Regions from separate parts of the Drosophila melanogaster genome. Here regions 1, 2 and 3 are each linked to region 4. The links are chromatin contacts, called in public Hi-C maps. All regions are on one chromosome and are shown on one strand. The core of a region is the stretch at or near the end of the contact, and the rest is flanking DNA. Distances in the headings are between cores, read along the strand shown. Region 1 holds the start of Rnf11 (Ring finger protein 11). Region 2 holds the start of Abcd1 (ATP binding cassette subfamily D member 1). Region 3 holds the start of CaMKII (Calcium/calmodulin-dependent protein kinase II). Region 4 holds the start of myo (myoglianin).

Region 1 (3,500 bases), core at 570-3,069, 380 kb after region 4:
ATTATTTTGCAAATATCTTCGTTAAGAATAATCAAAAAATTAGTTTCGAAGGCCAGGTTTTATACAAAACCTTTGCTTTAAAAATAATTATTGACCAAGAATATTTCGATAAACTCATAAAAAACATTTTTAATGTAATTGTTGAAGATTAAAAGACTACAAATTAGTAAATTTTGGACTTCTTTAAATCGACGATTATCGTTAAAACTCGCACCCGTGCATTGGTACTTACATGATACACTGGCTGTGTCCCGCTGATTTGACTGTCATTGCCGCGTAAAAGTGAAATGTCATCTGAAGTGCTAATTTTTAAGCAATTACCCATTTCATGCGTTTTTCGAAGATTTAACTGAAATATATGCACACGTAAAGAAAATTTATACGGCTCGTTTTATCTTGTATTTTAGTTAAGTTGTAAAACTTTATATTTAAATGCAGTGTAAGCTTTTTTTTAAAAGTTGTACATAACAAACACAAAGTAAAAGGAAGATCAAAGAAGACCATTTACGCGACCGAGCCAAAGAAAAGCTTTTTTTTTTTGTTTTAGCGAACGAGAAAAATCACGATTGCAAAAATTTCCGATTGGGAAACCAAAACCTCTATATGCAGCTCCCACATAGAGCTTAAATCTTGAAAGTTGTGCGGCCACAAGGATTAAGGAAATACCTGCCGCCAATAGACCTGGCCGAAACTAAAGAAGACATAAAAAGTGGAAACTGGTTGGGCCAAGGAGCAAAATTGGTCTCGAAGGTAAATAGTGTTTTTCTACCAAACTTGCATCGTAGTTTGATGGGTAACATATGTTTTTTGACTTCATATCACCCCACATCTGCAAAATCTCGATGTGTTGTTTATCGATAAAAGATTGCCAAGACATAAAAATATTCAAAAAAAAACGAGTACCGCGTATAATGATATAAAATCTAGGATCTGTTATAGTTAATATTTCTACACCTTTACTTAAAAAAATTTTTGTTTCTTAACGGAAAAAACTGAAGAAAACTTTCCATTCCTTAAAAACTGGAAATTGATATATGATATGATGATATTTTTTTCATATGGACGTCTAGATACTTTCAATCTGTTGAATATCCTTATCGTGTATGTTTTACACTACATTGACATTGGACTTTACTTTTAAGGATATTTATACACACGCTTGTTAAGGGGAAGTACCAATCGCTAAAAGATTTATTATACTATTTCATACGCGATTTGGCTTGGCTCGTTTTAAACTTTGCGATGAACACTTGTACATCACACAACGATTGTTTATTTATTGATGCATTACCTTTACTCCGCACTGAGCAAATTGTAGTAACTAATAAAAAAATAGTGTTACAAAACGAGATATTCATTAAATTATATGGATGTATTTGTTTGATTACGATTCGTCACTCAACGTTGGAAGAATCCTGTTTTTGCCAATTCTGAACGCCAGATGAAGGTGCAAATATTCGTGATCCATCTATTCTTAAAAACCTTGGACGACTTATTCTATTTTCATTTAATTTTATAAGTTTATCGGAAATTAGCAAAATAATGAAACGTTTAAAACTCACATATACAGTACCAATTAGTACCAATCCCCAAGAAATCTTAAATTAATAAGTACGCATGCATGTATATAAAATGCACATATGTATACACAACTTTCATAATAAACAGAAACAATTTAGTTAGTTGATTTAAAAAAAAAAAAACATTAAATGTGACTTTCTTTGAAATTAGACTAGATTCGATTTAATAAAGCCTGATTTATTCCATATGCTTAGACTTTTTACCTATTTGACAATAAATAAACCAAAATCAACAGTGCTGTTAATAGTATGACCTTAGGTTACCAAACTGTTTATGTAAATGGTGTAATACACGTTGTGCACTGAGATAAATTACATTCTCACGTTGCGCTATACAATCATAATACGGAATACAACCCTCCATGTAGTACGAGAGAGTGATGTATCCCTAAATAACTTATTAAATAAATAAATTATAAGGATCTAGAATTTTTTATGTTATGTGATTTCTGACGATATATAGATAAGCCAAATGAGCAATTATTGTAGGATAACACACGGTGACACCAGGAAAATACTATATACCGCACACTTTAATATATTTACAGAATTTATTTAAAATATTAAAATTAACTGGTGACCGATCATAACCAGTAAAAGGTAGAGCAACTACTATAGGTTTTGCGAACAAGTTAAATTTTCCGATAAACAATAGCTTAAAGAAAATTTGGTTCACTAGCTCCATTCGAACAATTATTCTTAAAACCATTAAAGGTTTTTTCTTTTTTTTAAATTTCACATGAGAGCAAATAAAAAATCGGTTAAAAGTCGGTTGAGAATGCTTGGTACTATTTCTAAATATATATTATATATAAATTATATATATTATATTATATTATATAATATTATATATATTATTATATATTATATTATATATATTATCTTATATTATATTATATATATTATATTATATTATATTATATATGTTTTATATATATTATATATAAATTAAAAATGGTATCATACATTTGTATCGGACCATCTAAAACCGTTTTCAATAAGTTTGTATAATAAGCCAGTGGGTAAGACATGAAATATAATAACTTAAAGGTATTGTTCACAGTCTGGGAAAATTTCGTACGTCTGTAGGATCGCGAGTTTTAACGGGATGAGAAGAAAACAAATTGTATAGTTCTGTTGTGGTATGAGATGTTAATTTGGTTGAAGTGTTATTGTAGAATATGGTATAAGTTCCACAGTTGGTTGCTGCTATATGCGTTGTTAAAATGTTAATAAGGCTCATCTCTAGCGATTGAGTTGGCAAAAACATGTAGCTTTGATGGTATTATGCTCATTAAAATTAAGTTGGGCAATCATGGCTGAGGAGACAATAATTCTCATTTTATTAGTGTTGGTTATGCTTGTGGGGTCTTATTTGGCAGGGAGCATACCGATGCTGATGAAATTAAGCGAGGTCGGTACTAAACAATGGCATTTTAAATACAAAAAAAATTTAATGTGAGGTATTTGGAGCACCACTAGTGCATTAATTTGTTCTACTTAATAAATGTCATTAAAGGAAAAGCTAAAATGTGTCACTGTGCTGGGAGCTGGATTGTTAGTGGGAACTGCTCTCGTTGTTATTATTCCGGAGGGCATTCGATCATTGTATGTGGGGAGTGGCCAATCCCAAAAACGGACATCAGTTCCGGAGCAACCAGATTACTCACAGACCATTGGACTTTCTCTTGTGCTTGGATTTGTCTTCATGATGTTGGTGGACATCTCTCAGCGGAAGAGTAATGTTGGAAGTAATAAAAAAAACAATGCCACACTAACTCTTGGATTGGTTGTGCATGCCGCAGGTAAAGAAGCTTATATTGGTGTACCCACCATATCTTAAAAATTGTTGTTCTTTTGCAGCTGATGGAGTTGCATTGGGAGCAGCTGCCACCACTAGCCATCAAGACGTTGAGATAA
Region 2 (3,372 bases), core at 539-3,038, 500 kb after region 4:
TTTAAGGATATTTAATATGTTTGTCGTTGCAGAACTGACTGATTGTCTGTTGGGTTTGGTCGAGGTAGTGCTTGTGTGTTATTAGTGTATGTCCCGAGTCTGATAAGATGATTTGTTGGATGTTTGAAACCAAGTTTTTTTCATCTTGGTTAGGTATTTCTTATTCAATAGTTGTAAGTGGTTGGCTTGTTGTATTCCAACTTGTCCTAGTATCCAAAGGAGTTTAAAATTGGTATTGAATTTTTGTAGTAGGTTGCGTGCGTGAGATATGTAGTGATCGCTGTTGTTTAGATTTTTAATAGCGGAAAGTGAGTCTGAACATATGCAGAATTTTCCTCTTTTATTTTTGTTGGTTTTTAGGGCCTATAAGGGCTAGAAGCTCTGCTGCGAAGACCGTTCGTTTGCTTTTCTGTAAAAAGTCTCCTGAAAAGTTGTGGGGTCGTGTTGCTTTCGTTGAACTTATTGAGTGTTGTGTCAATTTTGGAGAGATTGGTGTTCCAGGGAGGTAAGGACTGCGCGGGTATTTTTTGTTGTTTAAATGGTAGTTAATGGGCTTTGCTTTTTCTATTATTCGGTCTATTGCTGATTTGTATGGGGGACGTTTTGATGAGCGGTATGATTTTAATATTTTTTATGATTGGGGAGTTGTTAGCGTTGAATAAGGTTTTTGTGAGCTTTGTTATTATTAGGAAGTCCTGTCTATCTTCCAAAGCGCCAAGAGTGATAGATAGTCGAATGATTTATGTATAATATTGGCACTTATCCTAAAATGTTCACAAACTTTTGTTCAACCACTTTTTAAAGTCTTGGAAAAAACATTTTATCTTTGTGTGTTCGTATTAATATATATAGATATTACACGTTTTTTTTCATAAAATATCGATCATTGTCATAGCCCAGTTCCATTATCAAATGGTTTTTTAGCAGATGTGATAGTGAAAGTTCGTAATCGTTTGTACATTTGAGACACAGTTATATGCAACGTGCTGCCACAACTACTATGTATTATGTATAATACTATTTTTTACCTTTTATTTGTCTAAAATCTTCTTTTGTTCCTTACAGCACTTATTGTTTTAAATTATTTTCTATTTTGCGGAAACGAAAAATTATATTGTTTATGTATATACAAATTTTTGTTGTTAGTATTGCCAATATCAAAACTAACTTATTTAATATTATTAATAAATTTCATAGAATGCAAATATGAGTATATATTGCTGTTTTGCAATGAAAATTGCATTAAAATTGCGAGTGCGAGGCAGATATGCCAAACCAAAAAAGTAGCTGTTTAGGTTATTTAGGCGTTACTGTTATCGACATGTTAACTTCCAAATGAATAATTTAAACTTTTCCGGGGATCGATTTTGGTTCTGATGCTGAATGGAATATAGTAACTAGAAAAACTGAATCCTGGAATAAACGATATCTTTCCTTCTCATTATTCTCAAAGTTCTCGGTTGCTTTATTGACATTGGAGACAAAATCAACGGAAGTATTTTAGGATATGTAAATGTTAACTTTATATATTTTCAGTCATTTTTTTTGCTGTTCCAAATTGGTACAACAATACAAGAATGAAGGAAGCCATCCCTAAAAGTGTACTCACACTACAATTTGCAGGATACTTTTAAAAGGAACTTTTGTCCAATCTTTTTTAATTAAAAACAATTTTAAAGGGCCCACGTATTTTATTTCCACCGTTCCATAATTGTTACTAAGCATGTGACGCTATCTTTACGCACATAGCCACACATAAAATTTTGATTGGAAAAGTTTGAGACATTACTAAGTAAGTTACTTTTCTATTTGAAAATTAATCCAAACCTACGAAACCTGCCTTTTACAACTAATAACTCTATATATATATATATCTATTATTTTTGAAACCATCGAAAGCCATCGTAAAATGTTATTGATTATATGGACGATTAATGCCAAAATGTACGTGTTTGTATATGCGTATAAAAAAGTATGGTTATTTTTTTCAGTTTATTGACGTTTAATGTAACTGAAATGGCAAAGAACGCTTACAGCAATCCATACCTCACACATACTAACTGTGCACCTAGGTATGGCTATGTACATACTTTTACTGAAAACAACAAGCTTTAAGCTCTTGTGCAGTTCGGTCATAGCCTTAGATTCTTTCACTTGCCTGGCAGTATCCTTCGGGGACTGTCTATTCTAACAGTACAAATCGTTTATAAACATTGCCGTCAAGTAGTCATTCATAGTTTATTTTCCTGACGTATAAAATTTTCTAACAAAAAGTTGTGCAAGTAGTAGTAGCTATAAGTGTTTTTTTTTTTATTAATCTTTAGGAAAACTATAATGATTCACGAAATCAAACTGTGTATCGTACTTCAGTAAAAATCCAAACCTAGCAATCTAATATACATACATGCATATACATATTTATGTATATATAAAAATAATGTATGCTTATACATTCAACGAATATGTTTTCTAAAATTTAATTATCGCTGGAGTATTATTCACAGTAAACATTGAAATGTGAACAAAGGGTTTGAAATGTTATGTATAAATTAAAACCTACCTACGCTCGTAAGTTTTACTGCCAGTAAAACATCCGTTTATTAATAGCCGAGTCAATTTGCCCATGTCCGTCTGAAAGTATGAACGTCGAGATCTCAGGAAATATAAAAGCTAAAGGGTTCAGCATATAGATTCTAGAGACGCATGTTGCCACGCCCTAAAAACGCTCAAAGGACCAACATTTTTGAAAAATTTTTGTAAATTTTGTCATTAATTTATTATTCTTGTCAAATAACTTTTAACCTCTAACGCCCTAAGGCTGCCAAACCGGTCACGACCACACTTTTTAACATTTTTAATTGTTTTCTCATTTTATTCCACAATATCTCCAGAAAATTGATTAATTTTCCGTCCGCATGTACACTAGCTGAGAAACGGGTATCTGATATTCGGGGAAGTCGACTATAGCATTCTCTTTAGTTAAATTGTTACATTTGGGTAATACAATTTAGATTGAGATTTGTCCCGTGGTTTTCGTATTGCAAACATAAAGCATAAGACAAATCACATATGTATGTATGTACGTACATATTTATAGGTACAGGTTGTAGGTACAATTTGCCTGTATAAAAAGATTCGATGAATTTAATAAAAAGCCGATCTGTCCCCGGAGTTCTTTAATATCTGACAAACATTTCTGCGATATGTTATTCAATACTTACAAGTTTGCTATTAAACAGTTTATCTCTGAAAGACATAGAGCTGTTTGCCGTCAGCTGCTACAGTTGTCGAGTATCAATTATTTCTTAGTGCCCGACATTTTTAATGTTTTATTCATGTACATTGAAACATTTGTAATGTTTCATTTATGTA
Region 3 (3,496 bases), core at 540-3,039, 360 kb before region 4:
CAAAATACTTGCAAAACATGAAAGCCGTCGCGAAATTTCTAAGAACACGTTTACGATCTTAAAGAGCAACTGAACAGAAGCGCAATTAAACACCTGAAATGTTTTGCCGTTTCTTGAAATTCTGTTTGCTCTTCTTACTATGGCGATCAAAAATAAAGCTCCAGGCAATGTAAGGAAAGGACACATATGGTTTTGATTTTGTTTCATTTAATAAGTGTTCTAATAGAACAATGTATGTCCGTACATATGTAGGTATGTTAAAAAAGAGGAATGCATGCAAAATATATGCAAAATATATTCCCAATATAAAAAAAAGAACATTGTAAAATTAATATATACCTGAAAAATATTCTGGCAATTCTGCGGAGACTGTGTAGACAATACAGGGTTCGGGCTTGCACCCGAAAAATATAAAAATATAAAATAAAAATATGAGCAATCGGCAAACTTAAGGTTTTTATTTTCCTTAGCATATCTAAAATAGAGTTATTCTAAATGCATTATAATAGAGCACTCTAGAAAGCCTTCCATTGAATACTTTTACAAAGCGGCTATATTATGGAAAAAAATTACACGTTCAGAAGTTCCGACTGGATAGACTACAAAAACAATAAATCAAATTCGACTAAATAAAATAGATAGATGCTGTATCTCTTGCCGTTATTGTATAATAGAAAAAAACGAACATACAACAAAACATACAAAACAAAGTAGGACAACAAAATGTGTAAAGAAATTGTTGTTTATTTTCTTGTATATTTTATATTTTTAATTTTTTTATTTATAGTTAAAATAAATATTGTTGAATTATATTTCATAAAAAAATTCCGTTTAATTAAGCAAATAATTCTTAATTTTTACCTTTAAAGTCAAAAATTTAACTTTTTTCACAGTGTCTAAACACTTTTTTGACAAACTGTATGTGTACTGCAACTATTTATGAATAATAACAATGAAAATATGGTTTATTTTAAATATTTTACGATATTTGATTATAGTGTTTTAGATTGCATTGGGAAATTAGGGTCTGTGAAAATCAAGAGGTCATAATGGAAGATATCGCCCTGTAATAGTTTAAATACATCTGTCATCTCTTTTATTGCGGCTTTACTATTTTTGTTGTTACGAAAAACTCAAATTTTTTTAAACAGTTTACTCGTCAATTTTCCTTTGTCAGAGTAAGAGTCTATGTCTCTAAAATGTACTTGCTTAGTTTCAACTTCCTAGCATTTATAGTTCTTGAGATCGAGGCGGTTTACACAGATTGACGAATGGGGTAAAACGGCTAATGTAATCATACCTTGTGCGTTTCAGATATCAGTTTTAAATTCTAATTCATTTGTAAATTGAAGAGCTCCAACAGACTGAAATGAAATGATTACAAATTAAGGATTTCATTTATTTTACTTTAAATAAAATTAAATTTAAATTTAAATATTTATTTTTCTTTTTGTAACATTTTAGGTCACGGTGCGCATGACAAAGTGTTGTGAAACGTTGGTTTGAGTACTTATTAGTCTAACTATGGAGCATTTATGTGGGCAGTTTTATGGAATCACGGCCTAAAATAAAAAGATAATATGAAATATATTACTTTAGAGTTCCAATCAACCCAATAATGTTTAATGCGGAGGTAGTTCAGTATAGTGATATGTGCACAAATTAATGCGCAGACGCTCCTGAAACGAACCGTCGTTGGCAAAAGTTTTCGATTTAACGACATTATGAGACGAAAAAGCTTTTCTCTCTAGCAGTTCATCGAATCAAACGCGGCCGCAAAATCTTGTTAGTCAGTATTGAATTCGATTTTCAAGAAAACAGACGTTCTAAAAATTTCGGTATCTAGCTGTGTGTTTCGTGTTCTCCCAGCTCGTTAAAAACATATACATATAGCTTTTTAAATACTCTTATAAGCATTTTGAACAAACATTTATCAGATCTCCTGAAGTTTAAAATATTGTTATTCGCAATTGAAAAGAACACATCAAGTATAGGTATCAAATTGGATTTAATATACATACATATGTACTCACTTATGTATTTTTATATATATGTATATTTATATAAGTTTACGTATCTATAATACCTGATACAATTCTGGGTCAACACAGATTCTAATATATACATGAGTATACACATATACATATATTTGATATATGTATGGTCTCTTACTGTGTATATGCCAACTAATATTAAATACTTTTTTCGCGCGTATAACGATTGCATATTGTAAAGTTAATATATATATTCACACGCTTCACTTATATCTTAAAAGGACATTTATACAACATCAGTATGTACCCCATTTTGTGCCTTTGTTCAGTTACGCAGTAAATATAAATATATGACACTTAAAAATTTTGTAATTGTTATTGCACAATATACATACATCTTACAAATTACTCTTGATATCTACAAGAAAGTTTAAAACATACCTAAATACTTACGAGTTATGATAAATGCTTTTTTTTTAATTTTAAAAAAGTGTTTCACATTCTATATATCGTCCCTCCTAGTCCGAAAAATGGGTTTAGTAAAACATTTCTGAAGGTCTCATCCAAATAGTATATTTAATTCGCGTACATAGCGCGTGTTTATATGATTTAATGAAAAAGTATAATTTGCAACAAGTAATTTCCAAGACCCTGAAATATCCTTGCTAAAAGGGGTGGGGCGTTTTACCATTAAGCTCATCAAAAAAAGCTTCAACGCATGTAACCTGCAAAGGATACATACCTACATATATATGTACGTATATATATAACTGCTTCCCAGATACATTCTCATAATCAGGATTTTCTTTTTTAAGAAATTAACCAAAAACACCTGTCGCTTTTTTTAATTGATTGAAATATGTCAATGAGAGTTAAATATATCTGGTTTAAAACAAAGATAATAAAGTTTTGATCACAAATTTTAAACTTTTCGTAACATTTGACTTGACAATATTATATTATAAGTATGTTATTTCAAAATTGCGAGGGTGCAATTAAGGGTCTACATATACCTTTTCCAGGGAAACACTTCTTTTTCATGGTGATTGGGTCTAGTTTTAAAAAAACACGTACAACAAACTAAAAACTAACAGTACCGCTGTTACCGGATATGGCAAAAAACAAACCTCACGGAGAGGTATAAAACAAGAGAGAACGTGACAGTAGTTCATCGACTATTTAACAACCCGACAGAAATGTGCAAAATAAAAGAATAAATAAAAATAATGAAACAAAAAAACAAAACACTTTGTAAATGTGTGGGCAAAATCGAAATAAAAGATTTCAAGACTGAAAGAAGCAAATTATTTTTCAAAAAAATTGGAGTTACAGTTTTAGGCGGATTAAATGTCTGGTTCTCAAGAAAACAAATTTGCATGCTTTATCCCATGCCTGTCGTCCGTATCAACGCTGTTACCGCTGAAACTATAATAACTGGAAAGTAAAACGAAAAAATAATTTCCATTTTTTATTCCTTTACTCAATACGTAATATAGGTTAAT
Region 4 (3,647 bases), core at 417-2,916:
GTGTATTTTGGTATTTTGTAGTATCGATTGGACTTCAGCACGCATCTGCTCGTATCAGGATGGCAACTCTCGGCGTGTAAAAATACAAACGGCAACTCTTAACATATATAGAAATCGATATGGCAACCCAATACCAGTGATTGCGTAGAGAATACGTTATTTTCAAAAATTCGATGCAGTAAATAAATAAATTCACAGATATAAGAATGATAATTTAGCAGACCTAAAGAATCGGTCCATTAATGAGCTATTAATAGTTCAACTAATCTACTCGTTGAAAATGTTGTGAAAAATATTTGAAAGCCAACTAAAGCGTTTCCTATTGTTAAACCATTGCAGAGCGTATAGTGATTTCTGTCAGAAAATTGCAACGTAGTGGAAATAATAGAAAAAAAATTATAAATTCTTGTTTTTGATCAGGAAGTATTTTAGTTCTGTATTTATCGGTTGAATGCGTGATCGCCATTTTCGTAATATTAGGTTTATCGCACGATTACCATCTATATGTGCGTAGATGAAGGAAAATTGACGCACTTGTTGAAATTATTTTATTTAAATCTTTATTATAACCAAAAAAAAATCGTAAATTGTTAACCACAATGGAAAAAATAAGTAGCTTACAATCCATCCAATAAATAATCTCTTATCAGTTACTTTGTTGATACATAAAAGAAGTCTTCTCCATTTGAATTGCTATTCTTAAGTAAAACAACAGAATTGCTGATACAAAGCAATAAAAATAAGTTAGTACAGTGTGAACACCTATCGTTTTCTTCCATATCGATAGGAAACTCATAAATGTATGTGTGGAAAGGCTTAAACATCTGTACGGGCGTCGATATATCGACAGCTAATCTGGAAAACACTAGACATCGCGGTAATTGTCCCTACCCTTTTTATGGAGTTCCCAGATTGCCTTCTTACACAACCATATTAATGGGCAATAATTATATAAGAAGACTGCGGAACAAAGGGGACCCGCACGAATATGTACTTGATTTAATATAAGTTTCTTTTATACACATAAAATTATTTTTGCATACTTATGTAAGTGCGTTGGGTACTTTTTATTAATTCCAGAGTAACGACATTTTTGCCGTTAATTTAAAACACGAAATGTTAGGACAAGAATGCGGAACTTCGGTTAAATTTTAAAAATTCCTTTGTATCAATATAGTCATTCCAGTAGTACAAATTAATACGCATGTAATTTTTGTTGTATAATAGCACTCAATTTTGTGTAATAAAAAAAAACAACTAGGGAACCAAAATTATAGAGACAAATCAAATCCTGCTAATAAAAATATATCTTATATAGTTTCTTCGGGTCTATTTGAAATCTTTGAAATGTAAAAATGTCTACACTCATAACTTATAAGAGTTAAAACGGCTTAAGGATTAAATTGATTTACAATAGAAAGTGATTATTAGCGACAGTGGAAATATAAATAAAATGTTTTCTAGAATTGTAAAAAAAAAAGTAGGAGTATATTCAATAAATATTTCATTTTAATATAATGCTATTTTGCTCGATAAAAATGTTAATATGAATTAAAGTTTACTCTTGCAATGCGTTTCAGCAGATACATTTTTAAAAGCGGCCTGTTATGCCAACTAAAACGAAATTGCCGGTGAGCCGTATGTATCCGATCGCATCTGATCAGCTGCTTTCAGTTCTACTTCGTCGCTCAATCGCACAGCAGTACAGAATCTCTGCGGGTTTTCAAATATTGGTTCTCTATGAGAAATAAATTATTATTATTTAGTGCGCAATTGAATACACAATTTTTTCAAACTATGTGTTTTTGGACAATGAATAATAAATTTAACAAAAGCGGATTGCAAAAGAATAATGTTCGAAACCGTAGGCCCACTGTTACTTCAATATAAAACATTTAATAATATATACTATACATATATTAAAACACACAATTGCCTAGTTTCAAAATAGATTTTGGTTGTACAAGTGTATAAAAATAAAATAAATACCGATAGATAAGTATATATCTACTTATGTACAATTGGTAGGTGTTTAAAAAGTTTGTTATCGCTAAATGTACATAACTTTGTACATACACAGCTTTAAAAATGTACATATGTGCTTATATGCATGCTATTTATTCTGTATGTATGTATAATTTACGTATGTACATACATATGATATATCTCATTTACGTTGTTCTGCTTGTAAAAGGGGAATAATGCACTTTCAGCGATGAACTGAAGTTCAAGAGCACAATAATTTATTATGTTTATAAATGGTTTTAATTGAATACAATAGTGGTCATAAAGAGGACTCATGTGAAACGTTTATGAACGGGCTTTGCATATGTGCATGTACATATGTAGCTTGAACTAACTTTTACGACTGTGTGCACATTAGGGTGGTCATTTTCTGCTGGCGCATCGCGCTTCCAAGGCGGATCAAACAATGCAGATATGATTTTTAATTTTTAAAAATCATTATATCCGGTGCTGCAGGATTTTATACTTCTACTATATTCAAAGTAAGTTTTTTCGTAGCCTGAAACAAGTTTTTGAAGGTTATTATTCCGTTATTCCGAGTTTTAGAATATTCACGAGCACACAAATCAAGTGACGATCGCAGCCTCACCGTGCCGATTTGTGACGAAAAATGGTTTTACAATTGTCAGTGTTTTTTCCTAAGCTTTATAGCCATAGAGCCATTTTTCCCTATGGCAGGTATATAAGTGTATGGTCGTCTGATTTTGATCGATTAAAAACCTAAATTATATATTTTCAAAAAAATGTGCATACTGAAGAAGAACTCTTTTTATTTGAAAACAACGAGTCTATAATTTTTTTCAACAGTTAGCTATATGATATGATCGTCAAAAGTCTATCAATTTAAAACCGAAATATTATATTGTCCAAATTTTGCCAATAATTTTAATATTTTTGAAGTTAGAGATCGTCAGTGGCGTAAGCTATTCAATTTTTTTTTTTTTTTTTTTTTGTATTGACTCGCGAAGGGGAATCATTGACTTCCGTGCTAATGCTTTAATAGGGTTTAAAGGGGTGCGCTCTTCTTTTTTCTCTGCACAGCTGTTTAAGGTATTACCTTGGGAATCCGACTTAATCGAATACAGCAGGGGATTATCTAACAGCTTGTATTTCGCGATTTGATTTTTAAAAAAATTGTAAAATAAGGCCAACAAGAGCCAAGTTGATTGGATGACAAGATCACCAGCCGCTGTCTCCAAAAATAAATAATAATTATTATTTTTATTTTTTCTTATTTTAAAATATATCAAGTATATTTATAAATACAAGTCCTTTTCAGCATTCATCAACGGTTTGATCAAAAATCATGCTGGCCAACTCATGCTGCGGTTGGAGAAAATATAAAACCCATGATCAGCATCATAGAACCCTAAAGAAAAAAACTCGACAGAACACATCAGATACAACAGTTCACATAGAAGTGAACTCCAACGAAATCCAGTTTCCAGGTTCTTACAGATTTAATCTTGACTCAAAAAAAATAAATATCGGGCGAATGAATATTCTTGGACATAAGAGAGGTAATTTCCGTGTAACTCGATATGTCACGGTCACCGTACTCTTAATTTTATCGACTGCAGTCAATGCTTATGCTCAGCCAGAAAATAAAAGCTTCAGTAATT

The links. A called contact is a pair of places that touch in the nucleus more often than the background predicts.
Region 1: a Hi-C map of the Kc167 cell line shows a contact between it and region 4, with 2.8 times the contacts expected there. The contact joins the promoter of Rnf11 here to the promoter of myo in region 4. A contact is called at or near these places in 4 of 107 Hi-C or Micro-C datasets (the Clone 8 cell line, the Kc167 cell line, embryo and 1 more).
Region 2: a Hi-C map of the Kc167 cell line shows a contact between it and region 4, with 2.7 times the contacts expected there. The contact joins the promoter of Abcd1 here to the promoter of myo in region 4. A contact is called at or near these places in 10 of 107 Hi-C or Micro-C datasets (the Clone 8 cell line, the Kc167 cell line, the S2 cell line and 5 more) and 1 of 6 datasets of contacts at active chromatin or transcription factors (the Kc167 cell line).
Region 3: a Hi-C map of the Kc167 cell line shows a contact between it and region 4, with 2.3 times the contacts expected there. The contact joins the promoter of CaMKII here to the promoter of myo in region 4. A contact is called at or near these places in 19 of 107 Hi-C or Micro-C datasets (the Kc167 cell line, the ML-DmBG3-c2 cell line, the OSC cell line and 9 more).

Annotation. Positions count from the first base shown.
Region 1 is chr4:313,242-316,741 of dm6, reverse strand. It overlaps Rnf11 (Ring finger protein 11), which reads right to left and starts at 1,819. Exons shown (of 4, transcript NM_001272124.1): 1 at 1,785-1,819; 2 at 233-349. The coding sequence starts at 325. It overlaps Zip102B (Zinc/iron regulated transporter-related protein 102B), which reads left to right and starts at 2,655. Exons shown (of 3, transcript NM_001297784.1): 1 at 2,655-2,994; 2 at 3,100-3,385; 3 at 3,444-3,500. The coding sequence starts at 2,896.
Region 2 is chr4:192,245-195,616 of dm6, reverse strand. Abcd1 (ATP binding cassette subfamily D member 1) reads left to right here and starts at 1,788. Exons shown (of 10, transcript NM_166736.4): 1 at 1,788-2,072. It overlaps lncRNA:CR44441 (long non-coding RNA:CR44441), which reads right to left and starts at 885. Exons shown (of 1, transcript NR_123744.2): 1 at 1-885.
Region 3 is chr4:1,051,996-1,055,491 of dm6, reverse strand. It overlaps CaMKII (Calcium/calmodulin-dependent protein kinase II), which reads left to right and starts at 1,789. Exons shown (of 15, transcript NM_166813.3): 1 at 1,789-1,994.
Region 4 is chr4:694,074-697,720 of dm6, reverse strand. myo (myoglianin) reads left to right here and starts at 1,666. Exons shown (of 5, transcript NM_166788.2): 1 at 1,666-2,024; 2 at 2,384-2,507; 3 at 3,305-3,647. The coding sequence starts at 3,332. ey (eyeless) reads right to left here and starts at 32. Exons shown (of 8, transcript NM_166789.2): 1 at 1-32.